Regions from separate parts of the Mus musculus genome. Here all the other regions are linked to region 3. Evidence: chromatin contacts called from public Hi-C and HiChIP or PLAC-seq data. All regions are on one chromosome and are shown on one strand. The core of a region is the stretch at or near the end of the contact, and the rest is flanking DNA. Distances in the headings are between cores, read along the strand shown.

The links. A called contact is a pair of places that touch in the nucleus more often than the background predicts. HiChIP or PLAC-seq counts read pairs in DNA pulled down with a chosen protein or histone mark.
Region 1: a contact with region 3 is called in an H3K27ac HiChIP or PLAC-seq map of SST interneurons, with 5 times the contacts expected there. The contact joins two enhancer-like sites. A contact is called at or near these places in 1 of 39 promoter capture datasets (liver), 2 of 15 datasets of contacts at CTCF or cohesin (both in the NIH/3T3 cell line), 52 of 484 Hi-C or Micro-C datasets (B cells, the C2C12 cell line, the C3H10T1/2 cell line and 34 more), 14 of 115 datasets of contacts at active chromatin or transcription factors (the HPC-7 cell line, SST interneurons, bone marrow-derived macrophages and 9 more) and 1 of 9 other capture datasets (embryonic stem cells).
Region 2: a Hi-C map of cortical neurons shows a contact between it and region 3, with 1.8 times the contacts expected there. The contact joins two enhancer-like sites. A contact is called at or near these places in 5 of 484 Hi-C or Micro-C datasets (the N1E-115 cell line, cerebral cortex, cortical neurons and 2 more) and 1 of 115 datasets of contacts at active chromatin or transcription factors (SST interneurons).

Annotation. Positions count from the first base shown.
Region 1 is chr2:68,780,724-68,783,962 of GRCm38.p6, reverse strand. No RefSeq gene overlaps it. Among named protein-coding and RNA genes, the nearest start is that of Gm36174, 40 kb to the left of the region's middle. Within about 2 kb of position 1,397, at least 95 of the 459 cell types and tissues checked have an H3K27ac peak or open chromatin away from gene starts, as enhancers often do. A contact at or near this core is called in SST interneurons, where this site is marked.
Region 2 is chr2:69,417,262-69,420,138 of GRCm38.p6, reverse strand. No RefSeq gene overlaps it. Among named protein-coding and RNA genes, the nearest start is that of Gm36393, 13 kb to the right of the region's middle. Within about 2 kb of position 1,503, at least 39 of the 459 cell types and tissues checked have an H3K27ac peak or open chromatin away from gene starts, as enhancers often do. A contact at or near this core is called in cortical neurons, where this site is marked.
Region 3 is chr2:69,081,482-69,084,842 of GRCm38.p6, reverse strand. The region is part of intron 8 of Cers6 (ceramide synthase 6); the gene reads right to left. Among named protein-coding and RNA genes, the nearest start is that of Gm39840, 47 kb to the left of the region's middle. Within about 2 kb of position 1,727, at least 22 of the 459 cell types and tissues checked have an H3K27ac peak or open chromatin away from gene starts, as enhancers often do. A contact at or near this core is called in SST interneurons and cortical neurons, where this site is marked.

The DNA.
Region 1 (3,239 bases), core at 148-2,647, 300 kb after region 3:
AAGGCATCAAGTGCGCTTCACTTCTCCAGCACCTTCCTTGTTCGTCCACATTCCCCGGCCCTGCTTCCTCCCTGTCTGCATCTCCAGAGAGGAGGAACACAAAGATGGCGGTGAGAGCAGGTGTCTCCTTGAGAAACTCTTCCTTAGTTTAGGTCTGGGGAAACACAGAACACTGAGCATCTGAAACTGAAGCTCCCAGAACATTCTCCGTGTGGCCCACGGTATCTCACGTGTGAGCATCTGTATGGGAGGCTGGGGATGAGACAGGTCCTCACCTCAATGTGAGGCTGCCTGACTTTGCTCTGTGCAGATCCCTCTGTGGGCAGCTAGAGTAGGCAGTGCCCATGTGGACTTCAGTTACTGGAGTTGCTGGAGTCTACCATCAACTCACTGCTCTTTACACTGAGGAAAGACCATCAAGGAACACTCTGAGCAGTTAACAAATATCTGAGATTCCAGTCTAGAGTGACTTAAGGTAGCCAGGACTGGAAGCAAGAAAAATGGAAAGACTGGAAATACTCTTTCTTCCACAAACTTTGACCATAATTTTGAGACCAGGGCCAGTGCACCTCATAAGATGGACTTGTATCTTTGAAAATGGCATCCCTCTATCCCCTAATCAACTGTGGTTCCAGCATAGGAACAATACCACATCATGGAAAGGGCCTTTCAGCATTTATCACTATTTGCCACTGGAGAAAATAATGACAAACTGGCGTGTCTTTCTCCGGATGCTAATGGTCAGACATTTGCCATTAACTAGGGTAAGGACTGAAGGGAACCTGAAAATGGGGGCTGTTCCTACCCTGAAGCAGCACAATAATTTCCGGGCATTCTGTAGAACTCTGGGTTAAAATTTAATACTAAACAGTCTACGAGAATAAAGGATGGGGGTAGAATAGGAGGAAAATTGCAGGAGATAGGGAGCTGTTGTCTCAGAGCTGCCTTGTGCACATGAGGGCTGTTTTTAAACAATGAATCATTTTCCCACTCTCCTCAGCAGCTCCTTCCTGTAACCCTCAGCCTGCTGCGTCTCACTGAGAAAGGAGAAAAGGAAGGATGCAATTTATTCAGATTCCTGCAAGTGGCTAGCGCTCATTTGGACATCTCATCTGTACGTGTGCAACGGGCCATGCGAGGAAGAAGTACTAAAATAGACATCGAACTGCCAGGAGTGGAAGCAAAAACGCTGCCAAGACAGATAAGAGCAGGGCTTCGGAGATAAACCAAAGCATCAACTTCAGCATGGCCAGGAGGACAACAACATCCACAAATGCCTAACAGAAGTAGACTCGATGTAGGAAGTATGAATCAGGGACTGGGAGATCGACAGAAAGTGTCTCCAGAGCCCCCATTTCCTGATCAGAGGCACCCTTAGTCTCAAGTTACAAGACTGTTTCCTCCCAGCCCCAGACACTTCGGTGTCACTTCCGGTGGTGAATAATTACAAAGGCCAGGGAATAAAGTATAAAGGGGCATTAGAATGGAACAGAGTGACAAGTTCATATATTTGTGTCATACTGTTGCGCCTACCTCACACTCAGAAGTTTCCTGGGAGGACGTCAGTTTGTGATCTAGAGATCAACCTTTACACAGTTAACCCACAGCTGGACTACATTTCCCAGATATCCCTGGGTCAGGCCCAATCGTCCAAGAGAGATCTGCCTGATGAAATACAGGTGGAAGTGTTAGATTTACTTCCAGATATGGTCAGACCAGACCCCCTCTGCCTCCCAGACTCATCATCCTTCATGATTTTCCCACGGATACGGTGATGGCACAAGATGGAGGACACATGGGCCATAAGAGCTACTAGTCAATCAGGAACAAGAATTTTGAAACTTGGGGTGATGTTTCAATTCTCTGTTCCTGCAGAATGATTCCAAACAGCGAGCCAAAACAATTTGTTTTCATCTCTATTGGTACTATAGGCTGGCTCAGATGGATCTAACTTGGGCTGCTTCATATAGACTTGCAGTTAGTTGTGAGCATATCTCTTTCAATTCTTAACTTGATTCACTGCCCCGGCCCTCTGACAGCTCCTGAGAAACACTTTTAGAAGTCATAGGCCTGGAGAAGATGGCTTAATCGGCAAAGTGTTCCCTGAAGAAGCTGGCGGACCGGAGTTTGATTCTTCAGCTCACGTGCACACTCTTGTATCTCAGCATTTGCTATATGGAGATAGTAGGACCACTGGTTCTGCCAGGCAGACTTAAAGAGAGTAGTGAGGTCCTAACACAGTGGCAAACATCTGAGTAACATCTGCGGTCATCCCCTGTCCTCGAAGGCACATACAAACATTCAAAGAATTCATGTTCAAGGCCCTCCCAGTCCGTAGATAAGCAAATTTATGTGGATTAGAAGAGCGCCTAGAGACATACATTTTACACAGCGCTGTTTGCCGAGCTTAATTCTCTTCTCAGTCCTTTGAATTTTCTACCTCCCTGGCTACACACAGGGGGAGTCAGCCTCTTTGCAAACCTGACTGGTCAAGTCAGAATGATGGCACTCCCGGAAGCCACAGTCATGTTGCTCCTCTTTTTGATGACATTCTCCAGGGTGACCCTGAAGAATTCTCTTTGACACTCTGCCACATACTAAGGTTCTGGTGCACTGAGCTAGAGTCCTTAGCCTGAATCTTCGGCAGTGATAAACTTCTTGTTCACTTGCTCGATCTTCTTTACACAGAGGCTGAGCATCCACTTTGATCTTTCTGCCTTATTGCCTGGAATCCAGCTTGTCTTGCTGTGTCTGCTCATGGGCACGAGACTTGAGTTTCATGTCCTTTCTGCTGGAAGCTTCCGTATAAGGCAGACTTAAAAATTGATTTCCAAATACATTATGTCACTGGATTTTTTCTTCTTGAAATATTAATATCTCCATGTTGTTACATGTCATTATGCATATACTATTGTTTCCCCTTCATTAATTCAGTCTTTCTTTAGCCTCTAGTGACTTCTTGAAAGGGGTTGTTTTGGGTATAGACTATTCTTTGCTGGGAAGTAAAGTCTCTTAGTCCTTGGTCCCTCTTTGTCCAACCCTGTGTTTCACCACATACTCACAGGAACTGCTACTTTAGGGGTCATTGGGAACTTAAGGAGGCTCCGAGTCTGTTCAACAGCCCCATCCAGAGCTGATAAAAGTGAGCTGCTGCCTTTGCTGAGAAGAGCATTGATTCTAGCCCTGAAGACTACGAGAGAGCAAGTGCAGCCATGCAGACCACCCTGGTGCCGGGTCAT
Region 2 (2,877 bases), core at 254-2,753, 340 kb before region 3:
GTGATCCAACAGCCAGAACATCTGACACCCTCAGGAAGATGTTTCTCTAGGACATCACAGTCCTTTCACAAGCCATAAAATAGCAGGATTGCAGGATCAGTCTCTCTCTCTCTCTCTCTCTCTCTCTCTCTCTCTCTCTCTCTCTTTCTCTCTCTCTCTTTCTCTCCAAATGTCATTGGTCTCAATTGACCCATTGGCAAATATTGCTTGAAAGAAGACAATAGTGGTTTGTGTCCCCTGCTCAGAGGGGGCACCAACACCAACGTGACTTCGCTGACCTGCTGGAGGACACAGAGAAGAGAGGCCAAGGGCAGAAAGAACGCAGATACCCTTTCGGTCAGGAGGTAGCAGCAGCCCATGCTCTCCTGCTCTTCTGTTATTTTGGGTGTTATTTTGGGTATCTGGAAAGGTCATTTTCTGTATTTAAAAGATATAATTTCTAAAATTGTCCCCATCTCAATAGGAGAGGATAAAAAAAATCTAAACTATCACTAAGAAGGTATTGTCTCCTCAAGGGTTTAGTCTTCGCGCATTGCTATGTTTATGGTTGGTACTTCTATAGCAGGAGACAGGCTACCAAGAGAAAGCATCCAGAGCAATTGAAGTTCCACCCAACCAAGCGCTCTACAGACAGGAAGCATGAGAGAGAGAGAGAACTCCAGGGCTTGCTCTGATGACAAGTGGTCAGTGCTGGTGTACACCTGCAGGACAGATGGACACAGCAGAAGGGGACACACACGAGGCCTACAGGACCTTTGCACCTTTGGCTGCCTTCAGAGGAGGCTCAGGAAATCCTTCCTGGGCTTTGTGGCCCCTTCAGGAGAATGGGGGTGGGGACAGTTTCTGGTGGTTTTTCCGTATGCCTATACTGGGGTGGTGATCCTAAGCCAGCTCAGTGGGTGGGTCCATAAAACCAAGTGTGCACCCGTGCTTTATCCACAGGTAAGGCAGCTTTAAAAACAGGAGGATGCTGTTGGGAGAGAGATTATGGGTTGGAAACATGGTATTTAGTCACTTTTTAATAGCCAGAGGTGGAGGTTGGCAGCTTTCTCCCTCTCTCCCTCCCCCTCCCCCTCCTTTCCTTTCTTTTAATTCTTGTGGTGGAATGAGGTGGTCATATTCTGTTTGACATCCAGCTATCTCTTCCTAGTTCTGTACTCTCAAAACTACAGTTTTGTTTTGCTTTTGTTTTCTGTTTTGCTTTTGTGGTGGTTGCTTGCTTGTTTTTAACCAGTACGGCAGGTTATGTTGCCTTTGGCATGGGGATGACCAGTCAGCGCCTGCTCTGTGTTTGCCCTTGCCCTCCCTCACAGTTACAGGAGTGGGGAGGCCTTGCCACCCCCATCCTGTCTCAGAGAAGCACGGCTAAGGATGCAAGCTTGGTTTTTGTTCTTTTGTTCTGCTAACACATTACTCAAACGATTTGTCACATCTCTTTATGGAGACGTGCTTGCCTCTGTGGTGCCTCCCCACAGGCCCTCTCCAGGGAGCCAGGGGTATGGAAGTCAAAGCGATTATTCAGGCCGGAGAGAGGTAGGCGGGAGAGACAGAGAAGAAGAGAGACACAGTTAGCAGCCTGGTGAGTTTACAGACATGACCGGGTTAAGCCTCCCTGTGATGTCCCTGAATACACGAAGGGGGGCTTTGTAGCAGACTTTGGCTTTTCTTATACCGTGGTTGCAATGAAAACAGAGCTATTACATTTGATTGACAGAATGGAGTAGCAGCTCTTTATGCAAGGCAAAGCTTTTGTGTGAGAATAGGTGAAATGTCTTTAAGCTTTCACAGTCTCCGCCTTCCCTCTCCCTGCCTCTCTCTGGTCTAAGAAGTGCCTTGGCTTTAGGATAGAGAATTCAATGAGAAAAAGCATGCAAAGGTCCCGCTATTTTTTTACCCTCTCTTTTATAGCCATAGCTAGCGACTGGATTTTAAAAGAGGACCCTAAAGCGTGAAGTGGAGGACTTGGGCATTCTTATTTGCATGTTAATGCCAGACCTATATGACTAACACTCATCCCATAATTTGGAAAGTTGGTGCCAAGAGCTCAACTTTGAGGGGCACCATGCAGCGGCTTTGCACATGGGGACACTCCACTGTCCCCTGCATTTCATCTTGCACAGCTTCCCCAAGTGGCCAGTTGGTCCCTTGTGCTTCCTCTCTTTAAGTGGGGCAGTGAGCTTTGGGGACCCAAGGTGGGCAGGACTTGGCAGATAGGGACATCATAATGCACACATGCATACATACATACATACATGCATACACACATCTATATCTTTTGATCACTTAAAGCATTATATTTGCCTCTGACTAACTTCTGGACTATTCTGGGTTATCACAAGGACTGACAACAGCTGGTTTGATCTCTGGTTTTCCCTGTGACTGTGGACTGTTCACTGACTGCACTCTTACAGCACTACCCAGGACACGTACTAGGTTGGCTTTATTCATTTCTGGATGGTTCTTATGGGAACAGCTACTTCCTGGCGTTTAAGCCTAAGCAAAAGCTGAAGAGCTCTTGCTGAGGAAATCCTTTTCTTTTTTAAAATAAATACCAGGCACCTCCCAGTGTCTGCTTGATAGTGCTAAGAGGTGAGTAAAGATGTGGGAGAAAGATCACTTGGTTTCCATTCATTCTCTGGGCCTGGGAACTGAAGAGAAGTTGTGGGGTGAAAGAGGGGCCGGTTTAAGAGTGGGTTGGCAGGCAAGCTGGAGGCTTGCACTCAGACCTCACTGCCTTGGAGCCAAGCTGATGTCAGAAATTCCTTAAGGGGCCTTTAGGAGACCAGGCTCATCAGCAAATGAAGTTAGATATGAGAGTCAGAGACTAGAGTTCAGCACTCACCATGTCTACTAGACAGAGGTGTGTCTTTAAAGAGT
Region 3 (3,361 bases), core at 478-2,977:
GAAGTAACTGATTCTTAATTTATCTTAATTTTATCTCATAGGGCCTACGTTTTATTTTACTTTTAAAGGACCACTCTGCCTTATGCTTAAGAAGCTGAAATTTCAGAGCCATTTGCTAGGATAGTAATTACACATAAGTGGGAGAACTTTTTGAAGTCAACAATAAATGTCTGATGCTGTGGAAATCGCAGCTTGACTCCCACACTCGTTCTGTAGCAGGAGGCATGCAATGAATTGGCCCTTTTGAATTCTTTCCCAAATGTGCTCCAGATGTGTATAGATAGATCACTAAATATAAACTTAATTGCTTTTTTTCTTTTCTGCCCCACTGCTAAGCAACTTTTATACCAAAGTGCTTCAGACAGGATCAGTCCTTTACGGCCGCTCCTTTTCAGAATACGATGAACTGGGTTTCTCTGAGAGAAAAGTGAAGGGTATTTAGAAGAGACCTAAGCAAATATGCTCACAAATACAGTCTGACTAATGCTGTTGCTGATGCTGACAGACGGGCTCTCACTGCCGCACTGATGTGTTTGTTACAGTCATGATGGAGTCATTAGCTTTTTTGTTTGTTTGTTTTGTTTTGATTTTGTTTTTTTGAGACAGGGTTTCTCTGTGTAGTCCTGGCTGTCCTGGAACTCACTTTGTAGACCAGGCTGGCCTCGAACTCAGAAATCCTCCTGCCTCTGCCTCCCAAGTGCTGGGATTAAAGGCGTGCGCCACCACCGCCCGGCTGAGTCATTAGCTTTTAAAGTAGCACAGGATACAAGCCACTTAGACCTACCGTCACGTCACAGCTTTCCATTTGGCATCCTCCAGTTGCAGCACCTGGGACATGCCCACTGTTTAAACTGGAGCATGGCCTTCCTGACTGCTGGCCACTGTCTTTCTTTGCTTTTATAGGCTGCCAACTTTTAAAACATGTAAGCTATGTGTATGGTCTCTCCTTCACTACTGACTGCTCCTGCTCCCCAAGTCCCCTGCTGTTATCACTTCATAAATATTTCTTACTAGAAGGTCACAATCCCTTCTAACTGCCAAACTGTAGTTCCTAGAAAATTCAGAGCTAGAAGGTATTAAGACCTCTTCCAATCCTTCCATTTATGCATGAAGAATACACATATGGTTTCAAAACCAGCAGTGACTACACTGATTTGCCTTTATTTCCCCTAAAGTAATCAAGCTTTCAATTTGACTGTATGACCGATAAGTATTTGATAGATCTCTATATGTATCAAGTATATATGTATCACATGGACCTGTCTGCATCACACAGAAACAAAACAACAGATTGCTTTATTTCAACTCACTGTGGGGTTTCGAAAAGTAGGTCAGAGATGGAAAAAAAATAACGGTCCCAGCTGTGAGGGGAGTTACATTTAGAATAAGGCAAACTTTCATTATCTCGGCCATACCTTTGACATATGGATTAAAAAAATGTTAAAAACAAAACAAGACAAAGAGATAGACACAAGACAGTTGTCTGATACAGGCAACCTCAATTCCAGAACCCTACACACAACACCGGATAGAGCTCAGCATACCTCATCAGGGGACTGCATGTGGGGAGAGATGAGACAATTATAGGGAGATCAGGTAGAAGGGAAGACAGTTGTAGGGGGATTAGGTAGAAGGCACAGCCTCAGAAGAGAGCATCACTGTTCCTTTCAGAATGTTCCTTCCTGTCTATCACCCTGAAAGGGGGAGATGAGCGTTATCATAGAAACACCCAAATCAAAATGCAGAGCAGGTGCAGAGCTCTTTGGGAAGATGAATCAGCACTGGGCACTGCACACAGTGCTGGGCAAACGGAGCAGACAAGATTCCTGCCTTGCTGGAATTTATTCCTAAGTGTCAAGGGGTTAAAAAAAAGAGCTAGTGGCTATCAGATACCACCAGGGCAATGCTTCAGACAGTCCTGTGGCTGTCACAGAGAGCACAGGACTTCTCGAAGTTTAAATTAGAAAAAAATGCGATCATATCGTCAGGAAGAGAAAGAAGGGGAGAAGGGCTGAATAACTCACTACTTAGCCATCTCAGCTGGCTGCCTCTGTTGCTTTTTCGCAGTAGATTTAACTTACTTCTGGGAGCGACTGTCAGCTTAATGCAAAGAGAAGGTTGCTGACCCTTTCTGCAAAGTGCTGACTTTGCAAATTGTGTTCATAATGTAATGTAGTTTTCTGGAACTGTGGTAATTCCAAGGCCTTCTGCACAGAGACGCTTTCAGAGCTGCACCCCCCTCCCCCCACCCCCAAATAGATGGAGTAGGACAAGTTCAAAAGGTACCTTTGTCAACTTAAGTGTCCTTTGCTTTACCACAGGGTACAGTAGCACACAAGATACAAAAGATCCTTCTGTTTCTACCAAAGATGAGGAAAATTTGGTGAGCTAAAATCTCAACTCATGGAGTTATATTAATCAATGCAGCAAATAACTATCTTTGTCTTGTTCATTTGTTACTGGTTAAGATGCTTAATAAAGTCATTTAAAATATTTTACCATTTGATGGTTAACACTAATTAAAATATTACCATCATCATTATTAGTGTGTGTGTGATGTTAATGTGTGGCTGTGTGTGCCAAGGCATATATGTGTGAAGGCCAAAGAACAATCTGTGAAATCTCTTTTTTCCTTAAACCAGTGGTTTTCAAACTTCCTTTTTTTTTTTTTTGGTTTTTCGAGACAGGGTTTCTCTGTGTAGTCCTGGCTGTCCTGGAACTCACTCTGTCGACCAGGCTGGCCTAGAACTCAGAGATTCACCTGCCTCTGCCTCCCGAGTGCTGGGATTAAAGGCGTGCGCCACCACGCCCGGCAGTTTTCAACCTTCCTAATGCTGCAATCCTTTAATATAGTTCCTCATATTATGGTAACCCCCAACCATGAAATGATTTTTATTGCTACTTCATAACTGTAATTTTGCTACTGCTATGAATCTTAATGCAAACATCTGTGTTTTCTGAAGATCTTAGGCAACCCCTGTGAAAGGGGTCATTTGACTTCCCAAAGGCGTCACACCCCCCATGTTGAGAACTACTGCCTTAAACAGTTATGGGGGCTCTAGAGATCAAACTGAGGCCACCAGGCTTGTGTAATCTGCACCTTTACCTGCAGTTTTGATTGTAGCTTCTACAGGTATGGTAGGTAGGAGACTGCAATGAGATGAATGACCCAGCACTTCCTACATGATATATTGAGAAACACTCCCACAGATCATATTATTTGACTAATATCTACTGCTGGGCAGTAAAATTACATTTATTTATAGAAATTCCATTTCATTAGTTATTGTTCACTGAATTTATACTTCAATTAAAAAGATAATCTAAAACTCTTAATTAAGACAGTACCACTTAGCCGCTT